3 separate regions of the Mus musculus genome follow, and regions 2 and 3 are each linked to region 1. A link is a contact called in public ChIA-PET data. All regions are on one chromosome and are shown on one strand. Each heading gives the region's core, a stretch centred on a gene start, on an enhancer-like site or on the middle of the called end of the contact. The rest is flanking DNA. Distances are from core to core; before and after follow the strand shown.

What was found. ChIA-PET counts read pairs in DNA pulled down with a chosen protein or histone mark.
Region 2: a contact with region 1 is called in an RNA polymerase II ChIA-PET map of memory CD8 T cells, with 21 read pairs. The contact joins two enhancer-like sites. A contact is called at or near these places in 2 of 115 datasets of contacts at active chromatin or transcription factors (memory CD8 T cells and pancreatic cancer cells).
Region 3: an RNA polymerase II ChIA-PET map of memory CD8 T cells shows a contact between it and region 1, with 5 read pairs. The contact joins two enhancer-like sites. A contact is called at or near these places in 1 of 115 datasets of contacts at active chromatin or transcription factors (memory CD8 T cells) and 1 of 9 other capture datasets (pancreatic islet).

Annotation. Positions count from the first base shown.
Region 1 is chr10:59,635,570-59,638,270 of GRCm38.p6, reverse strand. No RefSeq gene overlaps it. Among named protein-coding and RNA genes, the nearest start is that of Mcu, 20 kb to the right of the region's middle. Within about 2 kb of position 1,365, at least 158 of the 459 cell types and tissues checked have an H3K27ac peak or open chromatin away from gene starts, as enhancers often do. A contact at or near this core is called in memory CD8 T cells, where this site is marked.
Region 2 is chr10:59,900,702-59,903,728 of GRCm38.p6, reverse strand. No RefSeq gene overlaps it. Among named protein-coding and RNA genes, the nearest start is that of Gm46226, 4.5 kb to the right of the region's middle. Within about 2 kb of position 1,503, at least 54 of the 459 cell types and tissues checked have an H3K27ac peak or open chromatin away from gene starts, as enhancers often do. A contact at or near this core is called in memory CD8 T cells, where this site is marked.
Region 3 is chr10:59,973,405-59,976,210 of GRCm38.p6, reverse strand. No RefSeq gene overlaps it. Among named protein-coding and RNA genes, the nearest start is that of Ddit4, 23 kb to the right of the region's middle. Within about 2 kb of position 1,295, at least 196 of the 459 cell types and tissues checked have an H3K27ac peak or open chromatin away from gene starts, as enhancers often do. A contact at or near this core is called in memory CD8 T cells, where this site is marked.

The sequences.
Region 1 (2,701 bases), core at 116-2,615:
TCCCTGCATGTATTTATAAGACACGGCCAGCTTGCTCACACTCTAATGTTTAGCATTTGTCAGTCCCTGCATCTTAAGTCCCTGTCTCCTGGCCCAGTAAGAGCCCCTGACATCTAGCACTGGTGTTCACTGGCTCAGTTTTAAAGTTTCAGTCCTTTTTTTTTGTCTTTTCTTTTAAATGATGTCCCTAGTTCGGTAAAACTTCACAGTGAGCATAATTACTTGGCTTAAGTATTTTTAAGCATTATTTTTATGGCCGCAGAAATCAGCGCCTTGTTGGAAGGGGAGGCACGGGGGCAGTACGTACTATACTGCACAGACACATTCTGGGACGTTGCTTCAGAAGCCAGACCATAGTGAAATGTAGGAAATAAGTAATGAGTTTTTTAAGTATGTTCTCCTCTGTTTCTAGTGTACTTTCCCACCTGTAAATCCAGATGATGTAATGCCTAAGAAGTATTAAGTTTCTCCAGTGCTTTTCCAATAGCCTGGCTCTTGAGTAAAACCATCTGTAGCACATCACTGGATTTAAATTTATCTCAGAGTCTGAAACAAAAGCTTAGTCTGGAAGCTAACAAGTCATTTTATTTATTTATTTATTTTTCTTTTTTATCTAAAGCAACTCTTGACCCAAATACACAGACACTGATTTTGATTAGGTTAACAGCAAACACGAAGACTGCAATGTGTCTGGTGTTGTGCCTCAAGCAAGATTAAGAACCTTCTCATTTTCCTCCCCATTTCGATAAAAAAACATCTCTCTCTCTCTTTTCCTCCCTCTTTCCCTCCCCCTCCCGCTCTCTCTAGGTTTCTAGGCTGTACTTGACTGCCCCTTGCTCTCATGTCATTTCATTCCATCGTTCCAGATGTTTGCCACATCCTGATGGCTCCACTTCCCAACAACATCCAGGTTCCATCACTTCTCTTTCTCCATCACCCCCAGCCTGTGCAAACTGTTATTCTTTTGTCCTGAGAAAATGGTCCTGCTTATACCCTTGCACCATGAGCACATGCGCAGAAAGCAGAAAGCAGAAAGCAGAAAGCAGGAGGGTCCTTTTAACTTGCAATATGTGCTTTCTTTCTGTGTAGTATTTTCGGACAGCCTCGTACCTCACTCCAAGTGAAAGCCGGAAATCGTTACAGTGGTCCAGGGACCCCAACATCATTGACAAATCTCCCCACTTTTCTGACCTTACCTACCACTCTGCTCAAGCCGCTCAACTACCTGTGTTCCTCCCTGGTCCTCCCTGGTCCCTGCAGGAACACCTCAGCAGAGTCTGAGTCCCATGTAGTATATGTAGTCTTCTCCAGAAGACCGTCATGACTGACACGCTTGGTTTTCGTTTCGTTTCTTTTCTTTTTCCTGTAGCTCTGAGGCTTTTCATTGGCTAGCTCAGCACTTCACTGCTGAGTTGGCCAGCCCTGCCCCGCTCTTCCTTACCGTCTTCCCAGAGAACATTTTCCTCAGAACATTGTTTAAAAAGGCAGTGGTGGAGTTCGCCTTTAATCCTAGTATTGGGCAGGCAGGCAGGCAGGCAGGCAGGCAGGCAGGCAGGCAGGCAGGCAGGCAGATCCCTGAGTTCGAGGCCAGTTTGGTCTACAGAGTGAGTTCCAGGAGAGCCGGGCTACACAGTGAGACTCTGTCTCAAAAACAGGCAAAGGAATAAAAATTGTATTTCCACTTATTACCCACAGAATTTTCCACTTGGATTTTTTACATAGACTCATTTCTATTAACTTACTCTGTGCTTTACTTGTTGATAGATTCCTCCCATCCCAACCCCAAATAGAATATAAACTACACAAAGTCTTTGTCTGTATTATTCACTAAGTATTCCTCAGTGTCTAAGATCCCCGGATACTCTTTGATATGTTAATTGCCATATATATATATATATTTTTTTATGAAGGAATAAAAATATGTCATCAAGCAGTTGCAAGGTTGATCATGGGTACATTTGTAACCAATGTAACCGCAGTGTCTGGTTTTCAACTCTGGTCTCCTGGTTACTAATCCCTAACATTGTTGCCAGGCACCCACAGTTCTGACATGCCTGCTAAGATCCCTGTCAGCTCCCAGCCCAGCCCTGTACCTTAAGTCTTACTTGGCTGCCTTCTTTGTACCTTGGGTTACTTTTTAGAAACATGATTTGTGTCTGTGTCTGAGCTTTGAATCCTTTTTCTCTTTTGAGAGAGCAAAAGGATCTCATTATATAGACCAGGCAGGCCTTGGGGTCATGATCCTCTTGTGTTTCAAGTGCTAGAATTACAGGTAGGCAAAACCACGCCTGGATTCTTATTATTCTATATTATTATTATTTGCTATTAGGGAAACACCAGGGCTCCTTATACATCTAAAGCTCTACCACTGAGCAACATCTCTGAGTAGAGCTTTGGGACTGATTTTGGATCTGTAACAGATTTATTACAAAATGCATTTTCCTTATCATCTCCAAAACTTAATCAAAAGCCAAGTGTAATAGTAATCGTCATGGTTTGAATATGCTTGGCCTAGGGAGTGGCACTATTTGGAGGTGTGGCCTTGTTGGAGTAGGTGTGGCCTTGTTGGAATAGGTGTGCCACTGTGGGACTGGGCTTTAAGACCCTCATGCCAGCTGCCTGGAAGTCAGTCTTTCACTAACAGTCTTTAGATGAAGATATAGAACTCTCAGCTCCTCCTGCACCATGCCTGCTTGGATGC
Region 2 (3,027 bases), core at 254-2,753, 270 kb before region 1:
GCAAGCCAAGTAGCATGGTTGGAGCAGGAGGGGAGGCCTGGTCTCAGATCAGACCCAGTATAACCCAATGCGCAGGTCACCCAGGGTCCCAGAGGGCTAGGCACATGCACTGACATCAACAGCTCCCTGGAGTGACATCCAGTCTTCAAGCTATGCTCCTGGGTTCTCAGGACACAGAATGAGAAGCTGTAAGAAGTCAGGGGGGTCCCCTCCCCTCCCCTATTTCTTCCACCATAATCCCTGCTCACTCGCTGTCCCAACCTTTCCCATGTCCCTCCCAGCCGCCTTCCTAGCTGGAAACAGAGCTAAGTCAACAACAGTTCCTCGAATTGTGTTTCAGCTCAGGCTGCGGCAGCCCAGGCAGCCAGGCTCTGGAGCTATTAATATTGGCAGATGTAGCTCATGCTATTTGATCCCGTGGGCTGTGATCCCACCAGGTTCAGCAATGAGCTAGCGAAGGCAGAGCTCAGGGTCCTGAAGACTCGTGACCCTTGGGGTTTTGGGGTCCTGCACTGAGTCATGCTAGTGTCCAGGAACTTGAACACCTGCAAACTTGGTGGCTGACAGAGGTTGGCAGGCTAGATGATAAATGGGGAGGCCTGTGGGAGAATGATGGCAGTCATTATGATGAATTTTACAAACACTACCAGCGGCGAGTGAGTGTTTTCTGTTCCTGCTGGGACTGGACCTTGGTATCCATGTGGTCTTTTACACATTGCTTCAGATCCCACCCCCACCCCCCAGCCTCCCTCGCAGAGACAGGTCCGCAGCCTTCCGGGAGGGCCCCGTGCCTTGGAGGCTGACCCTCTTACAGAACACATCTGCTACCTGGGTGGCTCTTGCAGTGCTGGTGGTAGCTCTCCGTTGTGGCTAAGGACAGTTTGGGGTCTAGGATGTCAATGTTAGAACACAGGGCCATGGCTGGTCGCCAGTAGGTGGCAATGATGCCAGAGGTAACCTGGAGGCTACTGGCCAGGATAGCACTGGGGAAGCCGAGAACAGAACTGTTTCTGATTCCAGACATGGGTGGTGCCGCCTGGCACAGGCTGAGGGCAGGAGACAGTGGCTGCTCCCTGGCCATTCTCAAACTGACTCCTGGTTCTGAGTTCTCTTAGGGAGAGGAACTGGGGACATTTTCAGTAGGATTCTGCTTCCCTCAGGAGGTGGGGCAATGGAGAAAGACCCTCCTTGCTAGTCGTGAGGCCTACTATCTGGTGGGTCTTTTGCCTTAGACACACCCTGGTCTGAATTTGTGGCTGCAAAGTGGCCCACAGGTGCTCTGCAAAGGAGATGGTAAGTCAGACAGCTGTCTCTGCCCAGGGGTCCCTTCTGTCCTCCCCCACTGTGGAGTCACACAGCTGGTGTGTGTGATGTGTGTGTGTGTGTGGAACAGAAAGGGTGACACACAGCGCAAGCACCCGCCAAGCCAAAGGAGGCAGACACTGCTAGGCCACTGTGCAGACACGGCTGAAGGTTGGGGCCCAGGCACTGAAGGCTGGAGAGGAGAGAATCTGTGCATGTCTCAGCATCCGGGTGGGCGTTCAACACTGCAGGTGGAGGAAGGGCAGCCCCAAGCTGCAAACAGCAGGAGGTGGGCCAGAGGCAGAGAAGGCTTCGAGGCTTCAGTGTGCATGCCAGGGCATGCTGTCTGCGTGGAGCCAGGACAGCATCACTAGGAGTGACATGGTCAGGGCAATTTGGGTGATGTCACTATGGAGGAAGAAGGCCTGGCTGACACACTCAGCATCCCATAGGTTTAAGTTGCTGTCTCTTGTGCTTCCTCATCCAAAAGAAAGGTGCACAATAAGATAGGATACTGGAACAGCCAACCCGAGTCCCCTAAAGTCCCAAGCTTGATCCTTGCCCTTTTTGGGGTCAACCACACTGAGGCATCTCTCCCAAGGAAAGCCTACCCAGTGTCTGAGCTAAGACAGCCAATCCAGACCTTCCTAGGGACTTCATTTAGATCAACTCAGAAGGGCTGGGTGGGCAAGGTGTGGCACCAGACCTTGGTGGGGTTGCCTGGCTGAGTAAACCTACACAGCTGCCTGCTGCCTCTGACTGGCCTGTATGCTGGGCCTTATTTCCTGCCCAACTGGCTAAGGAGGTGACAGTAGGCCTGAGCCCTGGCTTTGGGGAACATATTATGACTGGAGTTTGGGTAAATGATATCCCAGTCTCCCCACGTTCCATATAGCTTCTCTTTTGCCTTACAGAACCACTCCTAGACCCTGGCCAGGAAAGGCACCAAGGGTGGCTGAGATGTTTCTGGGATGACATAGGGGACAGGCAGGAGGAGGTATGCGCAGGTTTGTTTGTTTGTTTTTTTTTTTTTGTATTAGTGACGTTTCTCTCTGCCCAAGACTATTGCGAATGACTGGTGTGATAATTACAGGCAGCCATCTGGCCTACATGCTGCCCCGTGCTTTCCTGCCCCTCTTCATCTTCAGGCCTCTGTCACACTGCTCCCTCTGGCTGGAATCTCCGCACCAAGAGAGTGCCAACCAGACACACTCCCCCCTCCCCCACTTCCTCAAGAGCACCGGCTCCTCTGTCATCTCTGTGGTTACAGGGTCTAGAATAGGACTTGACATCAGTGTCAGGTAATCTTTGTTGACAGGACAAATGGCGCTTGGATGGAGCTTGCTGTGACCAGACACTGTGTGAAGCACTTCTTGGGAGCTGACTCCTATCCAACATGACCATCCAATAAGCCCAGTGTCTGTGCCCCACTCATTGTGTACATGAGGCTGAGTGACATGCCTGAGGTTACCCAGCCACTGCATATGAAGGCAGTCTTGAGTGGGAAGCAGCTGGAGTCCACAGCAACACTAATAACTTTTATAAATGCTGCTTCTGGGGCTGATTCCAATGGAGGGACACAGTCCTGAACGGCAGGTGGACACCCACGTCATGTCCAGGAGAGACACCCACCCGTTTTGACTGCTCATCCCTGCTGATACCCATTTTCCAAGTGTGGCCTGGAGTAGTGGTTCATGCCTAACCCTGGGATGCTGAAGGTACAGG
Region 3 (2,806 bases), core at 46-2,545, 340 kb before region 1:
ATGCCTTTAATCCCAGCACTCCGGAGGCAGAGGCAGGCAGATTTCTGTGTTCGAGGCCAGCCTGGTCTACAGAGTGAGTTCCAGGACAGCCAGGGCTACACAGAGAAACCCTGTCTTGAAAAACAACAACAACAACAACAACAAAAAGAAGCCAGAAATGGGGTGAGGGGGGACTAGAGAGATGGCTCAGCACGGAAGGGCAGGTACGGTTCTTGCAGAGCAATGGGTTGTTTTGGTTCCCAGCACTCACAGGGTGGCTCACAACCATTTGTAGCTCCAGTTTTAGTGGATCCAATATCCTCTTCTGACTTCCACTAGCACCGTATACAAACAGACACTTGGATAAACACTCATCACTCATACACATTATATATGTGTGTGTGTGTATGTGTTATATACATATATATATATATATGTATATTATATATAGTATAATATATATATAAAATATACACACACATAGGTTTTGTTGTGGTTTTTTGTTTTTTGTTTTTTTCCAGACAGGGTTTCTCTGTGTAGCCCTAGCTGTCATGGAACTCACTCTGTAGACCAGGCTGGCCTCAAACTCAGAGATCTGCCTACCTCTGCCTCTTGAGTACTGGGATTAAAGCCACCCCCATCTGGCTTAAAATGTATGTTTAACAGAAGCCAAAAATGGGACTTGGATGATATGGCTTAGCTTGTAGAGTGTTTGACTGGCATGCACAAGACCCTGGGCTCAGCCCCAAGCATGTACTAATAACTGCAGCACTCAGGATGGAAAGATGGAAAGGTAGGAAGGTCAAGTTTTCAAGGTCACCTTCAGCTATGTAACAAGTTCAAGGCCAGCCTCACAAAATGAAGAAGTAACAAGTGCAACCTGTCACAGCTCTGTTCCTGTCCTGTGGCGTACACACACACACACACACACACACACACACACACACACGCATGCACACGCACACACACGCGCACACACACCGGCACAGTTAGCAAGCACTTCTTTGGAGCTTGCTGGGCTCTCTTGTGTTCATCCTTGGGTCCAGAAGGCCAGTGCGTAGCCATATGTTTGAAGAAGTCACTAAGAAAACACCAGAATAAGTGGCAGAGGTTTCAGAGCTGTGCTTCTGTGACCCAACAAACTCACATAGCCAGCTGTTATGGCTCATGGCTGTCAGAACAGTGCTGGGGGAGACAGCGACACATCATTATCACCATGGGTTATAGCAGCTCGTCCAGGCCCCTAGAGACACTGCCTCAAAGAAGTGAACAGACACAGAGGCAAACAGTAAGACTGAACATAGCATCTGGGGGGTGAGGGACACCAGACCACAAACCAAGATAGCAGGCTGCAGGAAAGGAAGTTCACCTTGTCCTTCCCTGTCCCAGGCCTGCTGGTTTTGCAGACATTTGCTGTTCTTTTGGTGTTTTGTTTTTTCTTAATTCAGTAAAAATAGCACTATGGGACAACATATCATAGCATTTGTGGAAATAAAAACTAGGAACCACATCACAGGGTGTTCTGATGCAAACGTGGCCCCAGCTCCCCAGGGTGACCTATGCTGCAAAGGTGGCTGTCCTCACTGGTCTCAGGTGGGGCCTGGCCTTGGGGAGGAAGGGAGGAGGAGGCACAGAGCCATCAGCTGTTTCCCCTCACCAAAGCTAGAAGCGCGGCTTTGTCTGAGCCTGCCTCCTGCACTATAAAAAGTTTCCGCCACAAAGGTCCATTCAGGAAACCAAGGTTAGAGACCCTGGGCTTCCTGACTTGATTGCTCTCCTGGGGCCTGGGACCAGCTCAGAAGGGTGGGGTGTGTGGGCTTTGCAGGTTACAGGATGTGAAAGTGAGGACCGAGGTTAAGGGAGAGAATAAAAGGCCAAGAGTAGAACACACCCAGCAGAGGCCATGTGCGGTTCTCTTCTTCAGGGTTTCCTGTGGGTGAGCTGAGAACATTGTGTTCTGGCTCTGAACTTACCCTGCGGGGGCTGCTCCCCTCTCAGCCTCTGGGTCCTAGTGCCTGACCTCACAGGCCTTGGCTTCCCTACAGTGTTGTCTCTCCTACCTCTGGCTGCTATAGTGTGGTCCCCAGCCACCTCCATAGATTCTCCCAGGGTTCTTGGTGTCGCACATAACAAAACATCCTTGAAGTTCAGGAAATAACTAGCCAGCATCTCTATGTTTTCCTGTCTTCTGGATGCTGGGAGCTAATGTTAAACCATCATGGTAATGAACCTTTGACCGCCAAGTTCTCCAGAGATACTTGGGAATACAAGCCTTCTGAGTGGGGTGGTGTTTGTTTATTTGTGTATTTGATTTTTCTGCCACGGCAGTGCTTACAGATAGAATGCAAGGCCTTACCCGGCCTGCCAGTAGGTGCTTTCTTTCTCTCTCTCTTTTTTTTATTGCATCTAGTTAGTGTGTGTTTATGTGCACACCATTGGTGTGCATGGAGAGGACAGAGGACCACTGTGGGAGTCTCTTTTCTCTTTCCCACCATGGATTCCAGGGCTCCAGGGATGACTGTAGTCATCAGGTGTCCTCTGACAGTCTCCTTACTCCCGAGATGGAGTCTCTCTGTGTTGTGGGTGTGTCCCACTCCCCAATTCTAGGCTGCAGGTCAGCCTGCCCAGGGATGCCATTGCTTCTGGTCCACCTTACCAGCACTGCGGTGCACAGGACCACGCTTCACTTTCTTCCTGGATGCCAGGGATCTGAGCTCAGCAAGCGCCCTTCCCCACTGAGCCCATCTCCAGGCCCTAGTTAGTTGTAGCACTTTGTTTGTTTAGAGATTTTTTTTTAATTGCATGAATGTTTGACTTGTGTGTGTGT